Regions from separate parts of the Sus scrofa genome. Here regions 1 and 2 are each linked to region 3. A link is a contact called in public Hi-C and HiChIP or PLAC-seq data. All regions are on one chromosome and are shown on one strand. Each heading gives the region's core, a stretch centred on a gene start, on an enhancer-like site or on the middle of the called end of the contact. The rest is flanking DNA. Distances are from core to core; before and after follow the strand shown.

Region 1 (3,720 bases), core at 135-2,634, 43 kb after region 3:
ATATGTGACACACAATATACAATATGTATAGCAATGTATATAATAACACACACAACAGAACATATGGTACCTATAACAATGAACCCGGCTTGCATTATATTCACCTTTACACCACCCAGTCATAAAGCACGTTCTGTAAGGTGTTTTATGGAGGAAGCACCGGGAAGGCAGAGTGCCCCACCCCACCCTGTTGGCCCTGGCCCCACCTGTCAGAGTGACGGCTGCCCTGTTGCCCTGAGAGGGTGAGCGCCTCCTTCAGTTCCGTGTCCTGGGCGCCTCACTGGCGCTGGGCCCAGCCCTGCTGTCATCCCTCTAGTTCCCCCTCTTCCTGGCCAGCCAGAAGGGGGCCTGGACCACCGCCAGCTGGGCGGCCCCTGCCATCAGGCTGTGCCTTTCCCAACAGCGACACCGTGTGGCAGCAGGAGGCAGTGGCAGCCGGGAGCGGTGGGCCGCCAAGCCCTGCCTAGAGCGGTCCGCTGGCCTGGACCCAAGGCCTTGGAAAGGGATGACTCTTCCTGGACCAGAAGCCTTGGGTTCAGCAGGTGGGACCGGGCAGGAGCGAGTGGAACCCCTTCTCAGCGGCTGGGGATGTGCCCAGAGTGGGGGGGCAGGTGGGGGGTGGCAGGGCCAGGAGCAAGGAAGGCCCTGTCTGCAGGGGTCACCGGAGGGAGGCCCAGGACCCCCAATGCCCGGGGGCCAGCCAGAGGGCCCACCACCAGGGGGGTCTGAGGCTCCCGGCCGGGCTCAGCAGGGGCCCTTGTGGGAGCTGGGGACTGGGGGAGCTGCCCAGCAGGTGGTCTGTGGTCACCCCCAGAGGGAGGCATCCTCCAGGAGCCCATGTGCCCCAGCCCGGGGGAGGCTGAGGGTAGGGAGGCCAGCATCCAGTAGGTCCCCTGACCCACAGATATTCGCCCCAGCAGCCGTGAGACGCTGGGGAGGGGTCAGGGTGCCCCAGAAGGAACCCAGGAACAGGAGACCACCGGGCGGAAGGCCCCGGCTCAGCCACACACCAGCAGTGTGACCTCAGGGAAACCCCTGGCCCTTTCTGAGCCCAACTCCTTGCCCAGGCCGAGGACAAGAAGACTGGCCCTTGCAGGGAATGTCGGGTCCGAGGCCCACAAACACGGGCCAGGCGGGCCGCGCAGGCAGACTCGGCGAGATGAGGAGCCAGCGCGGCTCCAAGGCGCCGCGTTCATGACCTTGCCTGGGGCCTCGGTTGAGCTGTCCTAACCCTCCAGCCAAAGGAAACTGCGACGCCCCCGCGGCGGAACGAGGGCTTCTTTGGTCCTTGTAACCAGAGCGAGCGCCGGCGCGTCGGGCAGTAGGTGCGCCGGGGCTGGGCGGGTCTCAGGAGGCCGCGTGCTCCGATTGGATGCTCTCGGGGAGGGGCGTGGCCTACGACGGGCGACTTAATAAACTCCGAGCGCAGCGGGGGAGCCTGGAGCCCGCGTGGGCCGTGACTCACGGGGGAATTGGCGGTCGGTCCCTCCTGTGGCCGGGAAGGCGGAGGGAGGTTTGAACATTTTTGCGGCCGGGGCGATATCCATGCTGTCATCTGGGTGCCGCGGTTGCTGAGGGGTGCTGGTGCTGTGAAACCTTTCGCGTCCAGGGAGGACGCTCAGGCCCGGCTGATGCTCCAGGCCGCTGGGGCTGCCAGGGCTGCTTGGTCTTTCGGCCCCGCGCCCCCCGCCCCACCAACTCCCGTGTTCCTTATCTGCCCTGGCGTGGTCCATTACCCCCCGCAGGCTCTGAGCTCCAGGGACGTGTACTCTTTCCTCAGTGTCCCCAGCACCTAGCCCGATGCCTCGTGCCCACTGGGAGTTCCCCTTGTGGCTCAGGGGTAAGGAACCCGACTAGGATCTGTGAAGATGTGGATTCAATCCCTGACCTTGCTCAGTGGGTCTGGGATCCGGCATTGTGGCAACCTGCAGTGTGGGTCACAGAGGCAGCTGGGATCCAGCATTGCTGTGGCTGCAGTATAGGCCAGCAGCTGCGGTGTAGGCCTGCAGCTGCGCCTCCGATTTGACCCCTAGCCTGGGAATTTCATATGCTGTGGGTGCAGCCCTAAAAATGCAAATAATAAAAAAAATAATAAATGCCCACTAAATGTGCAATTAGAGGGAGCACAGACTCTGGTGTGGTGGCCCAGAGCCATGCGGAAACTGGCAGGTGAGGCCCTGTGAGGCTGGCGGCCGGTACCTGGGAACCCTAAGGACCCAGGCTGAGGAGGGGGTGACTGTTCCCTGAAAAGGCCATGAGATGCACGTGGACTCAGAGGTCCCCCTGGATGAATTTGACCAGAGCTGCTGCCCACAGTGTCCTCTTTGGAGTCATGCTGTGGTGAGCCCATTAAAGGCTCTGACAAGCCTTTAATGTTCAAACCTAAGGAGACTTCTTTGACTTAATTTAACTCAGTTTCCCAGATAGGCCTGGGCAAGTCACACCAGTGGCTTTCCCACAGGACTGGAGCATGGCCCAGCCACTCTGCGTTTGCCCAAGGTCCCTCTGGCTGCCATGAGAGGAGAGGGCCTTGTGTAAGTGGAGGGACCTGAGAGGTGGTGGCCACTGGGCTCGGGCCAAAGCAGATGTGCCTGGACCACGGTAGTGGGTAACTCAGGAGGGCCCTGAAGTGTGCAGGTTCGAGAAACACTGGGAAGTGACACCAAAGGCATCTGGGCATTGACTCAGGCAGAGATGGGGGGTGGAAGAGGAGGCCCAGCTGCCCGGGCTGATGAGTGGACAGCTACTGAAACAGGGGTCAGGCCTAACCCTAAGAGCCCCGAGCAGGTGAGGTCTGGGCCATGCCTCTAGGAGCTGACCTTAGGGCCTCTTAGGGGTGGGAGGCCCACCTGCAGGAAGCCAGGCCTGTGTCCCCACCCTTCCTACACCCCCTTGCCCAGGGGCACTCAAGAGAGACCCTGGGCATCCCTGGACCTCAGGGTCAGGCACTCCTCACACCCTGCCCCATGGGAATCAGGCCTGGCTGGGTAGCAGTTGAGGGAACCATGGGGCGCCCAGGTCCCTAGGCCCAGCTGGGTCCCAGGAGAGGGTCTGGAGCTGGGCATGGAGCCGTGGTGCTCTAAGAAGTCCCCAGGCGGGACAGGAAGCGATAAGCAGCTTCTGGTGCTTCTGTTCTGGGGGGGAGGGGGGTGCTGGTCCTGATGGGAGGGCAGCAGCCGCTTTCCTCTTGTAAGGTGGGCACCCAGGCACCAGGCAGGCTGGGGGCCCAGCCAGCGGGCCTCCCGTTCACCAGCACTCACCAGCCAGGAGCTGTTTCCCAGCAGGATCTCAGCCAAGAGTGGGCTCTGAGAGGGGCACTGGGACCAGCAGGGGTGTCTTGGCTTGGCCAAAGTAGAGAGACCAGACCCACGAGCAGGGATCTGCACAAGTCCAGCTGTGACTTGAATCCCCGCCAGGCTGGGCCAGGTCCACACACACCCTGAGCCTCTTTAGCCCAGCTACCCGCCAGGGGCCCTGAGCACAAGCAGAGAAATGGGCACTGGATCATTGTCAGGAGCCCCGCGTCCAGGAGGGGCCCATAGAGTTCCTGGCCCCTCTGTGAGCCTGAGTTTCCCATGAGGGGGGCCTGAACTTGAGGTCCAGGACCACCTTCAGCTCTGGGCTCAGAACCAGCTGGCTCTGGTCCAGACGCCGAGGGGAGGCCTAAGGTGACCACCAGGTGGCGCCCCACACCCGATGAAAGGTACAGGTTCTGCTGGG
Region 2 (3,721 bases), core at 916-3,415, 63 kb before region 3:
GGCTGTGGGGTAGGCTGGCAGCTGCAGCTCCAATTCAACCCCTAGCCTGGGAACTACCATATGCTGCAGGTGCAGCCCTGAGAAAGACCAAAAAAAAAAAGTTTCTGCCTTCAGACTCAGAGACCCCAGGAGCAGGGCCACCTCTCGTTCCCTTCTAAATCCCCGGCCCAGATCCATTCAGCAAAAGCATCACCTGAGCTCAGCTCAGGGTCGCTTGCCCCGGGTGCTGTAGCATCTTCTGTGTGTTTGTTCCCTGCGCTTTGTGACGTGAGTACTGTCATTACCCCCCATGGCACAGAGAGGTTGAATAAGCTACCCTGTGACACACAGCCAGAGAGGCAGGGCCTGGAGGAAGCAAGACCCTCTGGGCCGGACCTCCGCCTCCCCTTCCTGCCCCTACTGGGGTCAGGCCAAACCTCACACCAGCCCAAGTCCCCAGTCACATGGGCCCAGTGGGGCATGTTCCCGCTTCCTGTTCCTGTGCAAAACTTGGGGAGATGGGGCGGCAGGGGTGGGGGCTTGGGAGATGCCACCTGTCCTCTGTCCCCACTGTGCCCCTGGGACTCCGTTCCACAGACATGGGGCCTGAAGGGAACCCCCTGGATCCCGACTCTGGTCCCACCCATACTGGGCCTGGTCGAGCCCTTCCTCGACCCGGGCCTCAGCTTCCCCAGGGGCCAGAGTTGACTCTTGGGCTCAGTGGATGATGGCTCTTCCCACCCTGAAACCATCTGGCTCTGCTGGGTCCCTGTCTTGTGCCCAGCCTGGCGCCAGCATCATGCTCACTGTCACGGGGTCCAGGCAGGGCCCGGGGACCGGGGGTGGGCAGGCCTGGAACCTGGCTGAAGACCCCAATAAGGATGTTAGACGTTATCAGGCAGAGGGGCGCCCCCGTGAGCAAGGCCCTGCAGAGAGGGGGCCCCCAGCACCGTCTTAGCTGCTCACCCATCAGCCCTCCCAGCTCCCATCCTGATGATGCTCTCAGAAAGGTGGGCCTTAAAAAAAAGAAAAAAATTGAAAGGCATTCCGTCACGGCGCAGTGAAAACAATCTCAGGTTGCAGGTTGCAGGTTGCAGGTTCGATCCCTGTCCTTGCTCTGTGGGTTAAGGATCCGGCATTGCCGTGAGCTGTAGTGTAGGTCGCAGATGAGGCTCAGATCCTGCATTGCTGCGGCCATGGTGTAGGCTGGCAGCTGAAGCTCAGATTCAACCCCTAGCCTGGGAACCTCCATATGCGGCAGGTGCGGCCCTAAAAAGCTTTAAAAAAGAAAGAAAGAAAGAAAGAAAGAAAGAAAGAAAGAAAGAAAGAAAGAAAGAAAGAAAGAAAGAAAGAAAGAAAGAAATGCGGGCCTTACAGAGCCCACCGCTACAGCCACCATGTGGCCTCAGGCAGGTTTCTGGACCTCTCTGAGCGCATCTCCCTCCCCCACGAAAGCCCTGGGTGACCAGGACAGGCCTGGGGGAGGGGCGTGCAGCCCCTGGGCTGAGAGCTGACCCTGGGTGGGGACTCAGTGAGTGCAGAGCCTGGCCCTGAAGGCTAAAAGCCAGAGCAGATGGTGCTGATGGCTCTGGGGACTCCAGGTGTGGTTGTGGGACGTGTCTCCCCTTGGCCCCCAAGGCTGGAGGCCTCAGGATGGTGGCACCACCACACTCCTGGCCCTGCACCCGGAGCCCCGGGAGAGTGTCCCAGACACACACCTTCCTGTTCCCATGACCCGGGCCCTTCTCTTCCTCTATCAGGGCATCCCACCCCCATAGAACAGTGAGCCCAGCCTCCCCTCCCCTCCCCCCTCCCCCAGCCTCAAGGCCCCGTGGCTGCTGATTGGGCTTTTCCACTCCAGGTGTCCGATGGCAAACATCACCAGCCACAGGGCCCACCCATCGGGCCCACTGACTCCCAGAACCTTAGAGTCTCCATCTGCAAAGGGGACTCTTAAAAAAGCCGGGTCCATGGGAAAATAGGAAGAATCAGTGAAATAACCGAGGTGGTTGATAACACAGGTGATGCTCTTAGCAGGGCTCCGAGTGAGGGCACATGTGTCTCTGTGGGCGTGCCAGCTTGTGGGTACCCACATTTGTGGGTGTCCCTGGGTCTGTCCGTGCCTGGCCCCACAGTGCCAGGGATTTGGGGATTGGGCCGCCATGTGTCCCTTCAGCCACCAGAGGGCAGCAGAGGGGAGCAGTTCCAACCCGGGGAGCTGGAGGTGGCCCTCCCAGCGCAGGGGCTGGTGCTTTGTGCAGGGAAAGCGGGTGGGAGCCCTAGGAGGCCCAGCTGGGTCACTCGGGGCCAGCAGAGGAGTCTGGGCTAGGATCCTGGCCCGGCGGCTAACTCCCGCACGACCCGGGCCTGCCAGGCCTTCCTCTGTGCATGGGGCGCTGCCCTGCCGTCTCTGGGTCTCTTCCAACCCGAAATTCAAGGCGAGGCCCAGAGAGAGGCTTGCCCCACACAGCTGCGGTCCTGGTCCTGGGCCGTCAGGCCTGGGGGGCTCCCGGCGGCCTGCTGAGCCCCACCCCCCACCGCCTCCCGTCTGCAGATGGGGAAATGGAGGCCCAGCCAGGAGCCAGCAGACAGGAGCCAGCCGGGCCTGCAGAAGCCAAGGCCTGCCCTGCTCCCTGGGCACAACCACCAGCATCCCGTGGCCTCCTACCGGGCCCAACCTCTGAGGACGTGACCCTTCTCTGGCTCCCAGGTCCCAGGGAGGACGCGATGAGGCCTCGTGGGGCTGCTGTGCCAGGGCAATTTCACACCTTAGTGCCTTCCGCCCCCTGGGAGGTCCCAGGGCTGCTGGGTCCTGCTGGCTCCTGTGGCCTCTGCCACCCAGCAGCGCAGGGCCGTGGGGAGGGAGGTGAGTCGCTCCTTGGGCCACTTCCCTGCTCTGTTCCCATCTCTCTCTGGCTCCCCCTGGGCAGGTTCCACCTGCAGGGGAGCCTGATGAGAGCCCCCAGGAAGGGAGAGGTGCCAGGCTTTCTAGGGAAGGGGGCCCCGGCCTCGCAGGGAGCCAGAGGCGGCCTGAGGGGGTCGCAGGCGGACAGCCCTAGCCACCCTGTGCTCCGCAGCCGCCAGCCTGGCGTTTCCGTCTGGCCCCGGCACAGGAAGGCGGGCGGCCTCGAGCTCTCAGCTCTGTGGCCGGAAAAGATTCGTGTTCCAGGAATAAGCAGCTTGGCAGGTCGGAGCGAGCAAGCAGAGCGGTTCCCGGAGCCGACGGCCCTGCGGGGCCTCCCTCGCGGCCCAGCATCCACTCCCACCCGGCCCTGGGCCCAGGGATTCAGGCTCAGAGTGAGGATGCGGCCAAGGCTGGGTCTGGGGGCCACACGGTCGGGGCCAGGAGATGGGCGGATGCCTGAGGTCCCCCCTGGTGCCCCAGAGCGAGCTGCCAAGCTCCCGGGCCCGGCGTCCTCTCCCTGCTTGGCAGCTCAGGGCGGGCAGGCCCGGAGGCCGCGAGCAGCCACCTTCCAGGCGAACTGGGGCCAGGCCAGCAGCGTTTCCCGTGGCCTCCTCCCTCGCTCCAAGCGGCATTACCTCATCGGGAAGCCATTCCGGAAAGAGCTGCAGAGCCCCTGGGAGTGGGAGTGGAAGGAGATTTCCAAGGGCCCCCCTGGCAGCCTCCCGCCCGTGCCAGAGCAGGGCAGGCATCACGCCTCCGGGTGTCTGCCTGCCGAGCGACCCCTGGGAGGGCAGCTGGCTTTTGTCAGCTTTTCGGGGAGACCGGGCTAGGCTGGAG
Region 3 (3,605 bases), core at 23-2,522:
CCTCCCGCCCCGCCCGCGCGCGCCCGCCCCGGGAGGAGGGTGCGCGGCGGAGGCGCGGGGGGGGGGGGGAGTCGAGGAGGGGCCGCGCCCGGTCCTCGCCCGCAGCGGGCACCGCCGGGGGCCCCGGGAGGCCTTGTTGGTATTCCGGGCACAGCAGAAGCCCTGACCTCCCCGCGGAACAGGGGCGCCCGGGAGCGCGGCGCGGCCGCCGCCCCCGGGCGGTCTCCCCGGACTGCGGGGCCGTAGGCGCCTTGCTCCCCCTCCTCCCTGTCCCCTCCTCTCCAGGTCCCCCGTACCCCCTCCCCCGGCCTGATCCGGCGGCGAAGGGGTGGGCAGGGAAACGCGCTCTCTGGGACAGGTGCCAACTCCGAGACAAAAGACATAAAATAGGCGGCAACGGGGGAAGCGCGGCCGGCGCGCTCGGGCGGGGACGGAGGCGCCGCGGGGGCCGCATCCTCGGTGCCGACCGGGGAAAGTTTGGGAAGTCGCCGCGGCGGCTTCGCAGCGGCGGGGGACACGCGGGCCGGGCCGCCCTCCGCGCCGCGCTCGCCCTCTCCGCGCCGCTGCTGAATAATTCATGGCGCGGCCGCCGGCCATTAGCATGCACCGGGCGCGCGGCGCGTCTGTGCCCAGCCGTCGCCGCCGCATTCGGCGCCCCGGCCGCGCTAGACGAGCGGCCGCGCAGAGGCCGGGCCCGCGCCGTCCCCGCGCTCGCCCGCCCGTCCGCCCGTCCGCCCACCCGGCGGCTCCCATTGTGCCCCAGGCCCGCGCCGCTCCGCCGTCCTGTGACCGCCTGCGCCCCGCAGCGCGCCCGACGGCCGGCCGCTGGAAGTTCGGGCCCGCGGCGCACGCCCTGCCGCCCCGGGATGCACGTGAACTTGGAGAAAGTCTCGGGGCGCGCCGGCGCAGACCTCCGCGGCAGGGCGTGGGCGCCCCTGGCCCCGCGCGCTTTCGTTTTCGTCTGGGACAAAGGTCCCTCGCGGCGCAGGTCGCGGACGTGGAGGCAGTGCCCTGCGGGCCACTCAGCGGGGAGGTCCGGTCGTTCAGTCAAGGGAAGCCGGAGCCTGGAGAAGACGAGCCGCGCGGTCGGAGGCGCGGTGCGGGACCAGGACAGTGGGGCCTGGCCGTGCGCTTCGCCCTGGCGGTCCAGGAGCTGTCTCGCCCTCCGAAGAGTTACGGGAGGTGGCACTGCTTTTGCTCTCTGCCCTTTCGACACGTGAAGGAGAGAATCATTCGGAACCCAGGACTCAGACCGGTGGCCGAGGGCCTGTGCAGCCGCGAGCACGACAGCGCAGCGCTGGCCGCGTCCGCGCGCGTTCCTCCGACAAGGGCAGAGCAGTCGACCAGCGCGCCCCAGTCTCGATCGGGTTCAAGGCGACTCTTGAGGACGGTAAGTGCATTTCTCACTTTCGCTACTTAGTGAATATTTAAATATTAATGACGGGATTTCTAAGAGGAGCCCTTCTGTAGGGCAGGCCTTCCACAGACCAGGGGACCGGGGAAGGAGGCTGTTCTTGAACCTGAAGCCACACCAGCTTGCAGGAACTCCATGGCCGGCCTTACAATTGTGGAACTTGGAATTTGGGGAATAACGGCTTCCAGTCTCAGGTGTGCAGACCATTTGCCAGAGAGAATTTTGTTGAACATGGAAGAGAGCCTTAGCAGGCGCCCGAGTGGAAGAGAAGGAAACCAGAAGACGTCTGTTTTGAGATTAGATGGGCTGGGAAGGGGTATTCGGAAGCTACCATCCTTCCTTGAAAAATTGAAATCTTGCATTCACTTCCTAAACCAGCAGTGCTGCTTTTTTTTTTTTTTCTTGCTGGTCAGGCGTTTATGGAGAGCTGGCTTCGGGCAGCCCTGGGTCCAGCTTCGGCCTTTCGGGCTGGTGGCATAAAGCTCCGAATGTGGAAGCGGTTGTTTATGGTGGCATAAAATGAAAGACATCTCATAACTTTTCATAATAAATTCCCCTTTATAGGTGGCTGACACACGGGCCCAGCCGGCAGCCCTGGGGAATTTGTGGGGAGCAAGAAAGGGGTGAAGGAATGCACGTTTGCCGTAATTACAGGGTTTTAAGGTAACACTGAAATTAATTTCTTCAAAGTTGGGTTTCAGAGGCCATGGTGGTCTCTGTAGGCCAGCACTGTGTTCGTTTTATTTTAGTTCGTTGGTTCTAGTTATTGGGGATTTTAAAATGCATGTTTGAACCTGCGTGTACCTGTCCTGTTAAAATGAAACCCGTAACAGGAGGGGATTAAGCCCGCTTTTTAATATGACCGTCTCGCAGGTGTGATTTCCCCTTTCCGCTCCCTCATCGTATTGATGTGGTTTGGATAACCTTGCTGCGTGCTTTGACCACAAAATAATGGGGAGGGGAGCCTGTTTCCATAACACCCCAGAGCTGTGAGCTGGCACTTGGAGGCTGTGTTTCCGGGAACGTGGACAGAGGCCCGAGTCGCCCAGGCCTGCCTCAAGCCTCCCTTTCCCCGGGTTTCCAGATCTGGGGCCAGAAGCCAGAGGAAGCAGGAGACCATTCCGATGAGGTCTTTGCCCACCGGCCCCCACCCGGAGGCTCAAAGTTGGCTTCCTCCGGTCATGCGTTCCTCGCCGTATTTTTTGCGAGGCCATCACACACACGCACACCCCCCCCCTCCCCTGTCCCCCGTTTGGGATTTGTAGTTATGACTTTATCAGAGGCAGTGAGCAGACATGAAACCCCCGGGGTGGGACATTCAGGAGTGATCTCGGAAGCGGGGGCGCAGCTGCCGAAGGGGCGCCGCTCCAGCCGGGAGCCGCTGCTTGCCGTGGCATCGGCCGTGACGGGGTGAGTCATTTTCAAAAGCCCAAGTTCCGCCAGGGCCTTGCCTGTAAAATGCAGGAGACGTTTTCCCGGGTCCACAGGTGACCTGTGACGTATGGCACCACAGGCAGGGATGGTGTGGCATCCTGCTCAGACTGGTGGAGCTCCCCACGATTCACCCCGAAACAAGGGGCATGGCTTACACCCTCTCCACGGGCCTACCGGCCAGACACTGGGAGCTGGGAAAGGCCTGAGCATCCGAGGAGGCCTTCCCCACCCCCAGGGCCACTTAGCGGGGGCTGCTATTTGCCACGGCTCCGGAGGCCCCTCTCCTGCCCCCCCCCCGCCCCCCGTGCCCTGCCCCACCGGGTCTGTGATGGCGCTGAGCGTCCACTGCAAACAGTGGAGCTGGCCGCACCGAGAGAGGCCCTGCCTTGGCACCAGGCTGCCCTGTCCTGCCTTTGTCCCTGTCCTGAGAGCAGCCCAGTTCTACTAGAGACTCCCCATGGGGACGTGGGTCCGGCCAGGGGCTTCTGCTTGTGTTGGGAGCTCTCGTCTGGGCTGAATTTATTTTTGAGGAGCTGCACACAAGAGCGAGGTTCTGAAAATGAAACTGGTGCCCTTCTGTTCTTTATCGCTGGATTTCATAGAAGGAATGTGCCAAGTAGGGGACAGGGTCTTAGGAGCTGTGGCGGGCGGGCGGGCGGGAGGATGGCCCTGGTGTTCCTGTTTTTGTTTGCAATCAGGGCGAGCCCAGAGTGGCCCCTGGCCTGCCTTGGGGCCCTGCCACACCCATTCTCTGGCC

Evidence for each region. Hi-C and Micro-C count contacts between places; a contact is called where the count stands out from the background. HiChIP or PLAC-seq counts read pairs in DNA pulled down with a chosen protein or histone mark.
Region 1: a Hi-C map of alveolar macrophages shows a contact between it and region 3, with 2.1 times the contacts expected there. The contact joins the enhancer-like site here to the promoter of LOC110260611 in region 3. A contact is called at or near these places in 4 of 47 Hi-C or Micro-C datasets (alveolar macrophages, embryonic fibroblasts, fetal heart ventricle and 1 more) and 2 of 2 datasets of contacts at active chromatin or transcription factors (alveolar macrophages and skeletal muscle).
Region 2: a contact with region 3 is called in an H3K27ac HiChIP or PLAC-seq map of skeletal muscle. The contact joins the enhancer-like site here to the promoter of LOC110260611 in region 3. A contact is called at or near these places in 15 of 47 Hi-C or Micro-C datasets (alveolar macrophages, blood, brain and 10 more) and 2 of 2 datasets of contacts at active chromatin or transcription factors (alveolar macrophages and skeletal muscle).

The regions. Positions count from the first base shown.
Region 1 is chr5:3,389,710-3,393,429 of Sscrofa11.1, reverse strand. No RefSeq gene overlaps it. Among named protein-coding and RNA genes, the nearest start is that of PPARA, 70 kb to the right of the region's middle. Within about 2 kb of position 1,384, at least 49 of the 83 cell types and tissues checked have an H3K27ac peak or open chromatin away from gene starts, as enhancers often do. A contact at or near this core is called in alveolar macrophages and embryonic fibroblasts, where this site is marked.
Region 2 is chr5:3,495,900-3,499,620 of Sscrofa11.1, reverse strand. No RefSeq gene overlaps it. Among named protein-coding and RNA genes, the nearest start is that of WNT7B, 24 kb to the left of the region's middle. Within about 2 kb of position 2,165, at least 46 of the 83 cell types and tissues checked have an H3K27ac peak or open chromatin away from gene starts, as enhancers often do. A contact at or near this core is called in alveolar macrophages, brain, fetal skeletal muscle and 6 more, where this site is marked.
Region 3 is chr5:3,432,581-3,436,185 of Sscrofa11.1, reverse strand. LOC110260611 reads left to right here and starts at 1,272. Exons shown (of 8, transcript XM_021091381.1): 1 at 1,272-1,390; 2 at 1,979-2,077. The coding sequence starts at 2,046.